2 separate regions of the Zea mays genome follow, and region 2 is linked to region 1. A link is a contact called in public Hi-C data. All regions are on one chromosome and are shown on one strand. Each heading gives the region's core, a stretch centred on a gene start, on an enhancer-like site or on the middle of the called end of the contact. The rest is flanking DNA. Distances are from core to core; before and after follow the strand shown. Region 1 holds the start of LOC100281341. Region 2 has its middle 8.9 kb from the start of LOC100283571.

What was found. Hi-C and Micro-C count contacts between places; a contact is called where the count stands out from the background.
Region 2: a contact with region 1 is called in a Hi-C map of bundle sheath, with 2.2 times the contacts expected there. The contact joins the enhancer-like site here to the promoter of LOC100281341 in region 1. A contact is called at or near these places in 3 of 25 Hi-C or Micro-C datasets (bundle sheath, ear and tassel).

Annotation. Positions count from the first base shown.
Region 1 is chr9:138,756,155-138,762,078 of Zm-B73-REFERENCE-NAM-5.0, reverse strand. It overlaps LOC100281341, which reads right to left and starts at 1,552. Exons shown (of 3, transcript NM_001154259.2): 1 at 1,185-1,552; 2 at 762-1,039; 3 at 1-594. The coding sequence starts at 1,389. The coding sequence ends at 31.
Region 2 is chr9:139,090,181-139,096,257 of Zm-B73-REFERENCE-NAM-5.0, reverse strand. No RefSeq gene overlaps it. Among protein-coding and RNA genes, the nearest start is that of LOC100283571, 8.9 kb to the left of the region's middle. Within about 2 kb of position 2,842, at least 17 of the 20 cell types and tissues checked have an H3K27ac peak or open chromatin away from gene starts, as enhancers often do. A contact at or near this core is called in bundle sheath, ear and tassel, where this site is marked.

The DNA.
Region 1 (5,924 bases), core at 303-2,802:
GATCGTCGTCCAGCCGTCCAGGGGAAGGCTTCAGTACTTCCAGAGGTCCGCGAGGTTCAGGACCGGGTCGTCGAACTCGGGCAGGAACTGGTGCGACGACGACGGGGTCACCGCCGACGAGATCTCCGCGTTGGGGTCGGCGCTCAGCCCGGTCTCGCGGGACGGGCTGACCTCCGACGCCGCCGTCTGCCCCGACACCACCTGCTGCTCCGCCTTGCAGTACCTCCGGATCGCCGGGGGAAGGACGTCGCCGGAGTTCATCGCCGGCAGAGAGAAGTACTGGCTCGAGTAGTAGGACGTCGGGGGCGGCGGCGGCTGGTACTGCATGTGCAGCAGCGCGTGCTCCTCCATCTTGACCGGGAGGTGGCTGTGGCTCGTGCCCGGCGCGCCGGAGGTGGACGCGGGGCCGTTGAAGTCGATCACCTCGTCGACGTCGGCGCCGATGAGGGCCGGCAGCTCGGCGGAGTCGAGGAGCTCGCTGAGGAAGCCCAGCGAGCCGACGCGCTCGAGCTCGCCCGCGCCGGCCGCCGCCATTATTGGCTCGGTCCTCGCCGCCAGCTCCTTGTTGAACACCTTGCACACGGCCCACTCGTCCTGCACGCAACAAACAAACAAACGAAGGCAGCAAGAAAAGAAGAGGATTTAGGCCACCGGCGGACGAAAAAGGGGGGGGGGGGGGGGGGGGGGGGGGGGGGGAGAAAAAGATTTCCAGGGCCGAACGAGCAATTAAACGAGGCGAGAACAGGGGGGGAGGGCCGGACCTTGGCGGAGCGCGGGAGCCGCTCGGGAAGCTTGCCCTCGAGGCGGAACTCGTGCATGACCCAGCCGGTCTTCTCCCCGCGCGGCGCGCGGCCGCGGTAGAAGACGAGCGTCTTCTTCATGCCCACGAGGACGCCGCGGCCCCTGAAGATCTCCTTGTCCTTGCCGGTGGCCTTCCAGTAGCCGGTCTCCGTGGCGCGGTTGGTCCGCGTGCCCGTCGGGTACTTGCGATCCTTGTGGCAGAAGAAGTACCACTCCTTCTCCCCCATCTTGGCCCTGCCTGGAGAAATCCAACGCAAAGTTCCGTCCTTTTTTTGGTTAGGGCATGGTTTCCAGCCGAGAAGTACTACTAGTAGAAGCACAAGGGGAAAAAAGGTGCAGGTTTAGAGCTATGAGGCGTCGATGCAGTAGCAGCAAGTACTAACCTGGCAGGTCCCATGGCTCGCACTTGTTGAGGTCGACCTCGCCGATGACACCGGAGACGAAGCGGTGGTTGAGGGCCTTATGGGCGAGGTAGTGCGAGATGATCTCCTCGTCGGTGGGGTGGAAGCGGAACCCCGGCGGCAGGTCCAGCTGCCCGGCACCCGCATCCTCCACCTCCGCCTGGTTTATCACCGACACCTCAGACATCTCCGCCGCACCGAAAACCAGCAGCTGGCCTCCTTTCCTCCTTCCACACCAAGCCTCCACGATCGGAAGCGGAAATGGCTGCTGCCTCAGGCAGGAAGATAGAGAGAGAGAGAGGGAAGGAGAGGCGTGTGTGAAAGGGATAGAAGGCAAGGGGCTTTGGACTGGAGGAGCGGAGGGCCTGGAGCGGCTTTATATAGGATTGGCGGCCGGTGTGACGGGCCGGGAGCGGAGAGCCGTGGGGAGGCGGCTTGTAGGCGACGGACCCCGTCCGGCGGGGGGCGCCGGGCAGGTTCACTTCTTACCGCCAGGACCAGGAGCTGTGAGTGACTGGCTCCGTAAGCAACTCCAAATTACCTGTCCTAATCCTGATGGCCTGCGGCGGAATATTCACTCGCCCGTTCACAGCTCACACGCGGCAACTATGCGGTCGAGATCTGAAAACCAGAGCTCTGCTTTAAAATATCATCGCAATCTTTAAATACTTCTCTCACCTTTGAAAACGAGTGGGGGAAGCAACTGGGCAGAAGATATTCTCTCTCTCATCCCAGCTCCTTTCCAGAAAATAGTGAGAAATCCAGATTACCATGGGTCCATTGCAGGCGCTACTACCCGTGCCAAATCGCGATCCGTGGCTGTGGTGCTCGCTTCCGTTCGTCCTCTCGTCGCCTCTTTTGGGACACTCTTTGTTCGTTGTCAGCTTGACGCGCGTAACGTCACCCAACGGACCGGTGTGCGGACGCAGCTATAGGTGTACATTTGGGCCGGGCCTGATGGGCCGGCCCGAAGCACGGAAAAAAAAGCACGGCCCAGGCACGGCACGGCCCGAAATAATTTAGTGCCGGGCCGGCACGGCCCGTTATATCGGGCCGGGTTTGGGCCGAGGTCACGGCCCATGGGCGGGCACGAGCACGGCCCGTTTAAGGCAGGCACGAAAAGGCCCATATAGAAGCACGAAAAGACCCATATATTTATTAAAACCACACTTTATTTCGCACTTTCATATACTTGATAAAGAACACAAAGCTAGAGATAATGCTAGTTAGATGTTTTTTTGTATCTTTGAATTAGATTGTGCGATGTAATTTTACTTTTGTTATGAACATTAGACAATAAACTGAACTTACGAACTTTGTATACAGCTGATTATACTCTTTTTCCTTCTAACAAAATGCGAGGTAGTCATTGCATAGCTGTGGTAACTTTAATACAAATATTAAGTTTGATTTTATACAAATTTATTTGTCTTATCTTTTATTTGGTTTATTATTTTTTTGAATTTAGGGCTCTAATATGAATTTTGGGCCAAAAACTGAATTTCGGGCCAAAAATTGAATTTCGGGCCCTAATGTGAATTTCGGGCTTTTATAATTTCGGGCCGCCCGAAATAAGCCCGACACGTTTAAGCAATTACGGGCCGGGCCGTGGGCCGAGGGCTAGGCCCATGGGCCGGCCCGGCACGGCCCGAAATTCAAACGGGCCGGGCCGGCCCGAAATTCAAACAATACGGGCCTTTTCGGGCTTGGGCCGGGCCGGGCCGGGCGGCCCGAATGTACACTTATAGACGCAGCCTCAGCAAAATCGCAGACAATTCAACGTGACCAGCCGTTTTCCTCTCTTCTAGGCCTAGTTTGAATACTTTGGTAATACATATGTATTAAAGTGGATTGTGATGTAATGTAAATCAATTTACACATGTAGATTGAGGTTAATATTAGAATACTCGAATAAAGTTTGAAAGGGTGCACGCTCGGCCGATTTTTTATAGCTTTTTTAAAAAAATGTTTATATTTAGATTTGTGTGTGTTTTAATTTCTATTTTGGACCCTGTGCTTCACGTATGATATCAAAGTAACATGTTTTGATATCATGAGCCAGTGTCCACATCGTAGATTTTGAGGTCATGCTCGTCGCTTCAACACTCTCTCCTATTTTTCTCTCTCACATACTTTCTCCATGCCGGTGTTTATGTCCTCGTGTACAGGCTGTTGGCACCCAACGCGTCCTTGCGCCTCTCGGCCATGGCTACGGCCACTCGCCTAGCTCCCCGCCAAGCCGAGCATCCGTACCAGCTCAACCGTGAAAAGGTTCATATATAGTTTTGGTAATTAGACTAACATCTACACCAAACACTGGATAAAGAATCGAACATGTCCATTGAGCGCATCACACTGTGCATCTTCTGAATAGCACAATGGTGTTCTATGTGCATCAACTATTCTACTCCGAACAGACCGATGCTATCACAAGGCTCGTCCAATGCCTATGGTTTAGGAATTGGTTTTACAGTGTCCTATATGTGGTGGTTCGCTATAAATGTATAGTGAGTACAAGACAATCGCCATGGCGTCCTCTATCACATGGGCCCCATTATCCTATCCGTCACATGATCCCCATTATCTGGTTTTAGTGCGACGAAGGAGCTCATTGCATGCGACATGACATAGTGTCACGTGGTTAGATAGAGAAGGTCAAGAGATATGTATCGGCCACGATAGACCGGGTTGCTAGTGTGAAGGCAAGTGATATACATTTACTTTTTGGCACTTACATCAAGTGTTTACAAACCTAGGATGCAAAACTCTTAACCGGTAGATAAAACACTTATAGGCATAACCGCATAAGTGTGTGTGGGTTCCATAATAAGCTCTAATTTATAGGAAAAAATATTTAGAGAAACCTATTTGGCAAATTCATTCTCTTTTTAGACATCTTGATTCTTTCAACCATCCTGTTGAAGAGCTCACAAAAAGTGATACTGAAGTTTTTTTGAAAGGGAGAGGCAAAAGACTTGCCGCTCCAATATATTAGAAGGAGTAGGACTAACAGGAAATTACAAGAAACCAAGACGACTTACAAGACTAGAAGCGAACTCCTGAACAAAATTACTAAGCGGACCTACTAAGCGTACCTACTAGCCAGCCAGGCCATGGAAACAACCAACTAACTCTTTGACCACTAGCGCGACCTGCTCCGTTGATTTAAGCTGACTGTGAAAGATTCTATTGTTCCTCTCTAACCAAATGCTCCACCAAAAATAAATGATAAGGCCATCAAAGGATCTTCTCGAAGGCTTGTTGCACCTACTTCTCAAATTTCTCCACCAGTCGTACAATGAATCAGAGCCATAGATCCCCTTAAAGGACGAAAGATTCGCCCAAGCCAAGATTCTGTCCCACACCTCCCTGCTGAAGGGGCAGTCCTTGCAGAGATGAACCGTCGTTTCAAAGGTCGAATTACAGAGACAACAAGAAGGATTGTGAGGTCATCCCCTTTTCTGAAGGTTCTCTGCTGTCAACACTCTATTGTGTAAAAGAGTCCAAGCGAAGAAGCGACACTTGGGTTCAGTTTTTGCTTTCCAAATGGAACAAATTTTCATTGTGCAGAAGTTTGTTGAGAACTGAATGTTATATGCGCTGCTTGCACTGTACTGGCCATCAGTCGTCCATCTCCAAGAGATGGAATCCTCCAAGTTATTAAGTTCGTGCATGCTACTGATAGCCTGCCATAGGGTTACAAAATCTTTTATTTCGTCTTCTCGTATGCATGGCAGACATAGCTGAATCCAGCTATTGGCTCTAAGAGCATGAAAAACTGAGATGTTCTTCTTCCTTGCTTTCTTGAACAGAATTGGCGCTATATTCTTAGGCGCCTGACCATGGATCCAACTAGATTTCCAAAAACTTGCTGTTCTCCCATTACCAACGTTGACTACCGTGGATGCATTGAAAAGTTCTTCATCTATTTTGTCGCATGGCGATTGCAAACCAATCCACGCCTTATCCCTGTTCTTCCAACGCATCCACAGCCATCTGATTCTTAAAGCCCTTGCGAAGCGTTCTAGGTTCAGAATGCCAAGTCCCCCCTTGTTCTTTGGCTGACATGTTGTAGACCAGTTGATCAAACAGTGTCCTCCGCTGCAAGCTTCAGGGTTGTTTCCTTTCCAAAGAAAGCCTCTTCTTATCTTATCAATTTTCTTTAGCAGCCATTTTTGAACTGGAAAAACCGTAAGATGATAAATCGGTTGGGCTGTTAATACAGATTTAACCAATGTTTCTCTGCCTGCTTTAGAGAGTAGTCTGCCTTTCCATCCGGCCAGTCTGTTGTTTATTTTTTCAGTAGCGGTTGCAAGGAGATCCTTTTAATCTTCCTAAAGTGGAGGGGAAGACCAAGATACTTTCCAGGTAAGATAGCATATTTACCCGGGAACACTTCGGCAAGATTTGACCAAAGCGACTGAGGATAGCGAATTGGAAAGATTTCTGTTTTATCAAAATTTATCTTCAGCCTGAACAACCTTCAAAGACTTCCAGAATCGTTTTGAGAACTTTGAGGTCCGACTTGTCTGCTCTCACAAACACCCCAGCATCATCTGCATATAGGGAACAACGAAGCTTTGCCCCTTTAGGCAGGACGCTTCCCAGTAGCCCAGCCTGAGCCGCCTTATCGATCATACGCTGGAGAGGGTCCATTGCTAAAATGAAAAGAAATGGAGAAAGGGGGTCCCCTTGTCGTACACCACGCCTGTGTTTAATTCT
Region 2 (6,077 bases), core at 1,593-4,092, 330 kb before region 1:
TTTATCTTTGGGGCGTCTGCTCGCCTGGCACCATATCCTTTTACCGCTTCTGTCAAATGGCCAAAAGCATTGTTCGCAGCATCTGATTCTTGTGCCCTCTCCTCTATAGTTGCTTATAACCAAATAGTATTTGGAAAAAGAGTCGTACTGGTTGTGGTTATTTTAATTAGTTATTCATATGAAGAAAGGTGCAGTAACAGAAAACTATGGGAGTGTTTGAATGTATTAGAGTTAATATTTTGTTGGCTAAAAAACTGCTAGTGGAATTAGCTAGTTAACAAATAACTTCCTAACTATTAACTAATTTACTAAAAATAGCTAATAGTTGGACTATTAGTTATGGTGTTTAAATGTTTTTAGCTAATTTTAACCACTAACTATTAGCTCTAGCGCATTCAAACACCCCCTAATACTTGCAGGAACAGAAAGTATACTAGTTATTCATTTTATGTAGAGTAAATAGCAGATCGATCAGCACCATGGATCCTATGTGAATGATTTAAGCTTTTTTTTTTAGCACTATGGCCTCCCAGGATGTAACCTCACAGCTTGGATATTATACTTCTCTACTCAACCAGCAGGTCCATTTGTGTTTAGCTCTGAGGACAATGTCAAATGAAGTGACGGTGGTCAATGAGCCGAACTTAGAGTCGAATAAGAAGAGCCGATTCAAGAATTTCAGTGAAGATTAAGACTATATGTTAGTTTCAGGGTATCTGAACATAAGGATCCTATTGCTAGAAAGGATAAAAAAAAGATGGCACATCCTGGGAAAGAATTTGAAAATACTTTAACAAAAACAGGACTTTTGAGTCAGATCGCAACTGGTCATCATTGAAGCACAGGTGGGATGTAATTCAGAAAGAGGTGAATCTTTTTCAAGGTTACTATAATAATGCCATAGAAAGGAAAAATGGAAATGGCAACACAAGTGATGACAAGGTAGAGTGTACATATACAACCATGTGTAGTTTATACTTTGTAACATGATATCCTGTAAACCATAATTTGTTTGTCATGTGTCATTTTTCAGGTAGTCGAAGCGAAAGCAAAATTCCGGGAAAAACACGGGAAGGTATTTTCAGTGTACCATGCCTGGATTATTCTTAGGCACGAGCCAAAGTGGGCATTCAGATAATCTAAGCTAAAAAGATCAGGTTGAACCGGAAGCTTCTAATGAAGATCCTGTCAACTTTGACAGGCCACTAGGAAAGAAAGCAGAGAAGTAAAAGGCAAGATGGAGGAAGCATGATGAGTTTGACACTGATGGTGATCCTTCCATTGAAGAAGTTAAAAAGATGAGAGAAGCAAGACAAGAAATTGAGAGGGACCGTGATGATGACAGGTTCTATGAATTGGAGAAGAATAAGCTTGACTTGGAGCGAGATCAGCACGACAAAGAGATAATGCAAACTAACACAAGCACAATGAACGAAGAATCAAAACTGTATTTCAAGTTGATGAAACAGCAGATTTTGGCTCGCCGTTTTGGTAGTAAGCAATCTGCATGATACTGTACTTGAGTTACCTGTTAGTGAGACCATTACTATTCATCTCAGGTTCTTTGTGCTTGTTAGATACATTTCTTTAGAGACCATTCTATTTCAATTCCTTCAGAGACCATACAGAAAACAATGGATGTTGAAGATCTATGCGCTCTGTTACTTGTGTGTTCCATTTTCTATTTCATTTCCTTCAGAGACCATACAGTCAGATGATTAACTTCAGAGACCTTTCACTTCCAGAATCTGCTAATAACATAGCTGTTGTTCTTTACATATGTTATGTTGATGTGATGCCTGATGCGGTATGGCAAAGCTCAGGCCACAACAGAGGTTCCTTTGTGCCATCCTTGCTGTTGAGCTCACCGTGAGCAAGGGGTTATAGGATGAGTTTTATTTGTAGAGTTGATAATTGATGAATTGATAATAGATGATTTTCTTTCTTAGTTCGAAAATGGGCCATTTGCTTAACCATTGGTTGTATGTTGCTGCCTTTCGTCAGGCATTGTCATTTGGCTCCTATCAGCAGTATGTGTATAAGCTGGTTTCACTATTCTTGTACCATTAGGCAACTGTGGCAACGATCGTTATTGTACATTCTGTTTCATTTCCTTCAGAGCCCACACAGAAAATAATGGATGCTGACATCTTCTAGGTGAGTTATTTAAACCTTTTCTTGTGTCTTATATCGATGTTCTTAAATATGGGGTTGGATCAACAAGTAAACGCCTTCTGTGGCAATGCTCATTCTTCACAGCTTCAGTACATCGTACACGCAGTGCTGCAAACTAAAACGCTTAAACAGTAAACTAAGAAGCATCAATAAAAAAAATCAGATGCCATCTAAAACAGTAGTGCTACTTACTACATGTCGCGTCTGGTGTGCCATGATACGGCTGGATGCGACGGCTGCAGCCGGGCAACATGATACTGAGAGCTGGAATCGCATCGAAGAGTAGGTATGAAAACGATTTCGGATTTTTTTTTTCAGAATTCTGGTTGCCGTTTTCGATTTTTACGGTCACGAAACTTTTCAATACGAAAATTTTAAAAACAAACTCGGCACTGGAATTTTTTATTGGAAATTATACCGATTTTAATTAAAATTTACCGAATTTTATCCTCAGAGTTTTACAAAAAACTAACAGGCCCAAAGGCTGGTGGACCAGCTGGTTAACCCACCCACCCCTTCGCCTCCACCCGGCCTAAACACAAGGACATATATATAGCGTCTGTCTAGTCTCCCATCGTTCAAAAGGTGGGGCTAAACTAACACCAGATACAGCAAGTCAGCAAGGCACACACAATTTTGATTCTTGCCAGGGCCCATTACCTAGCCCACAAACGTTTGGAGAGGCTGGCGGGACGTGCTTCACTCACGCTTTTCACGCGGTACGTGAGAGGGACCAGCCACTCTCTCGCACACGCTATATATACACACACGAGTACTATATTTTTTTAAAAAAAAATCGTGACGATGGTTGTGTGCTTGATCCATTTCATACTTGCCTTGATCCTACAATGGTAGAAGCACTAGCTTGTTTGCATCAAAGATTGGATAGATGGAGAACGAAAATATTATATAGCATAAATTTATATCTGTTTACAATTTAATTAGTCATTACCCTTTTACTAATGCACTAATGGATCTATATATTCCGAGGTTGTAAGGCTAGAAGTGTTGATATCCCTATTATGTTTTGTGAAATGGATCAGGAAATGTAGACTTGTTATATGTGAACTTATTATATTGTGAATTGTAAGGTTGTTATATTTTGAATTATAAACTTGTGATCTTTGTCAACTTTGTTATATTAGACTTCTTATATTAAGATATTTTCATTTTGTATGTTTATCGATCGTATTTTACTTTTGTGTCTAGGTGCTAAATATGGTGCTCAATAGTCACTTTCTACAATTTGGTTTGTGATCGAAACAGTAGGTTATGGTTTAGTTTTTACAATCCCCCAACACCGTATTGTGAATATCACGGCTGGATGCGCAAATTATGTGTTGGCCGGCTCTAGATTTTATACTATAAAATTTAAGTATCGAATCAGATTGGGATCAAACCGTGTTCCTACTTATTTTTGAACTAAACTTAATTAAAAATTATAACTTATGAAGACACATTTGGATCATGATCCATTACCACTACTGGTTGCTACAAGTGGCTATCGAGGCTGTGCATGAACACTTTGGCCAAAAAGAACGCACTAGTCTTCAGTTCAATGCAGCAAAATAATTTGACTTGTTGGGCAGTGGCAGGGCATGTTCCTTTGCCTCGAGCGACGCCAAACCCGGTTTGGCACTTTGGCCAAAAAGAATGCACTATCGAGGTTGTACATGAACATTTCGCCCAAGAAGAACGCACTAGTCTTCAGTTCAACGCAGCAAAATAATTTGACTTGGTGTGTAGTGGCAGGGTAGGTTCCTTTGCCTCGAGTGACGCCGAACTCAGTTTGGCACTTTGGCCGAGAAGAACGCACTATCGAGATTGTGCATGAACACTTCGGCCAAGAAGAACGCACTAGTCTTCAGTTCAACGCAGCAAAATAATTTAACTTGGTGTGTAGTGGCAGGGTAGGTCCTTTGCCTCGAGTGACGCCAAACTCGGTTTGGCACTTTGGCCAAGAAGAACGCACTATCGAGATTGTGCATGAACACTTCGGCCAAGAAGAACGCACTATTGAGGTTGTGCATGAACATTTCGACCAAGAAGAATGCACTAGTCTTCAGTTCAACACAGCAAAATAATTTGACTTGGTGTGTAGTGGCAGGGTAGGTTCCTTTGCCTCGAGTGACGCCAAATTCGGTTTGGCACTTTGGCCGAGAAGAACGCACTATCGAGATTGTGCATGAACACTTCGGCCAAGAAGAACGCACTAGTCTTCAGTTCAACGCAGCAAAATAATTTAACTTGGTGTGTAGTGGTAGGGTAGGTCCTTTGCCTCGAGTGACGCCAAACTCGGTTTGACACTTTGGCCGAGAAGAACGCACTATCGGGATTTTGCATGAACACTTCGGCCAAGAAGAACACACTATCGAGATTGTGCGTGAACACTTCGGCTAAGAAGAACGCACTAGTCTTCAGTTTAACGCAGCAAAATAATTTGACTTGGTGTGTAGTGGCAGGGTAGGTTCCTTTGCCTCGAGTGATGCCAAACTCGGTTTGGCACTTTGGCCGAGAAGAACGAACTATCGAGATTGTGCATGAACACTTCGGCCAAGAAGAACGCACTAGTCTTTAGTTCAACGCAGCAAAATAATTTAACTTGGTGTGTAGTAGCAGGGTAGGTCCTTTGCCTCGAGTGACGCCAAACTCGGTTTGGCACTTTGGCCGAGAAGAACGCACTATCGAGATTTTGCATGAACACTTCGGCCAAGAAGAACGCACTATCGAGATTGTGCGTGAACACTTCGGCCAAGAAGAACACACTAGTCTTCAGTTCAACGTAGCAAAATAATTTGACTTGGTGTGTAGTGGCAGGGTATGTTCCTTTGCCTCGAGTGACGCCAAACTCGATTTGGCACTTTGGCTGAGAAGAACGCACTATCGAGATTGTGCATGAACACTTCGGCCAAGAACAACACACTAGTTTTTAGTTCAATGCAGCAAAATAATTTGACTTGGTGTGTAGTGGCAGGGTAGGTTCCTTTGCCTCGAGTGATGCCAAACTCGGTTTGGCACTTTGGCCGAGAAGAACACACTATCGAGATTGTGCATGAACACTTCAGCCAAGAAGAACGCACTATCGAGATTGTGCGTGAACACTTCGGCCAAGAAGAACGCACTATCGAGATTGTGCGTGAACACTTCGGCCAAGAAGAACGCACTAGTCTTTAGTTCAACATAACAAAATAATTTGACTTGGTGTGTAGTGGTGTCACACCCGGTTTTAGAAGGCAAACCGAATGCGAACCATGTACGTGCCAGGATCAGTTATTCACGTACACAGCAGTTACATAACATGGACATCATCACACAGTGCTCAGAATAGTATTAAAAGGGAAATAATAGTCGATTACATCATACGTCTGAGACGTCCATATAGTTCTTACAATAAATCAAAGTGCGGAAAAGAAACGTAGATAAACGCGGCCTTCACAGGCAGCCGACTGGGGGTTGCCGCTAACCCACGCCTAGAACTCGTCGTAGTCTTGGAACTCCTGGAAGTCTCCTTCCACAGCTTCATCTTCGCCTGAGCAGTGGTTGCAATGCTGACAACCTGGGGATGGGGGGTTTGGTGTGTAGAGCAAGGGTGAGTACACATCAACATACTCAGCAAGTATCCTGTTTGGCTGTAGTGGACTAGCTTTATGTGGGGATAAGTCAAGCAGTTGCTTTTAGTTGGTCAGATTATTATTACTAGTAGAGAAAGCCAAGTTTTAGCATTAACCCAAGTTATTAGCCCGATGTACCCTTTCCAAACGGAAAGAATACCACTTACCAGCACCATGGTCATAACCAGAACCATCGATCTCATAACCACCTGTACCATAATGTCTCTGATCAAGTACCACTAATCACTGGAGCTCCCTTGGCCGCTCATAACCGCGAGCACAGCTGATATA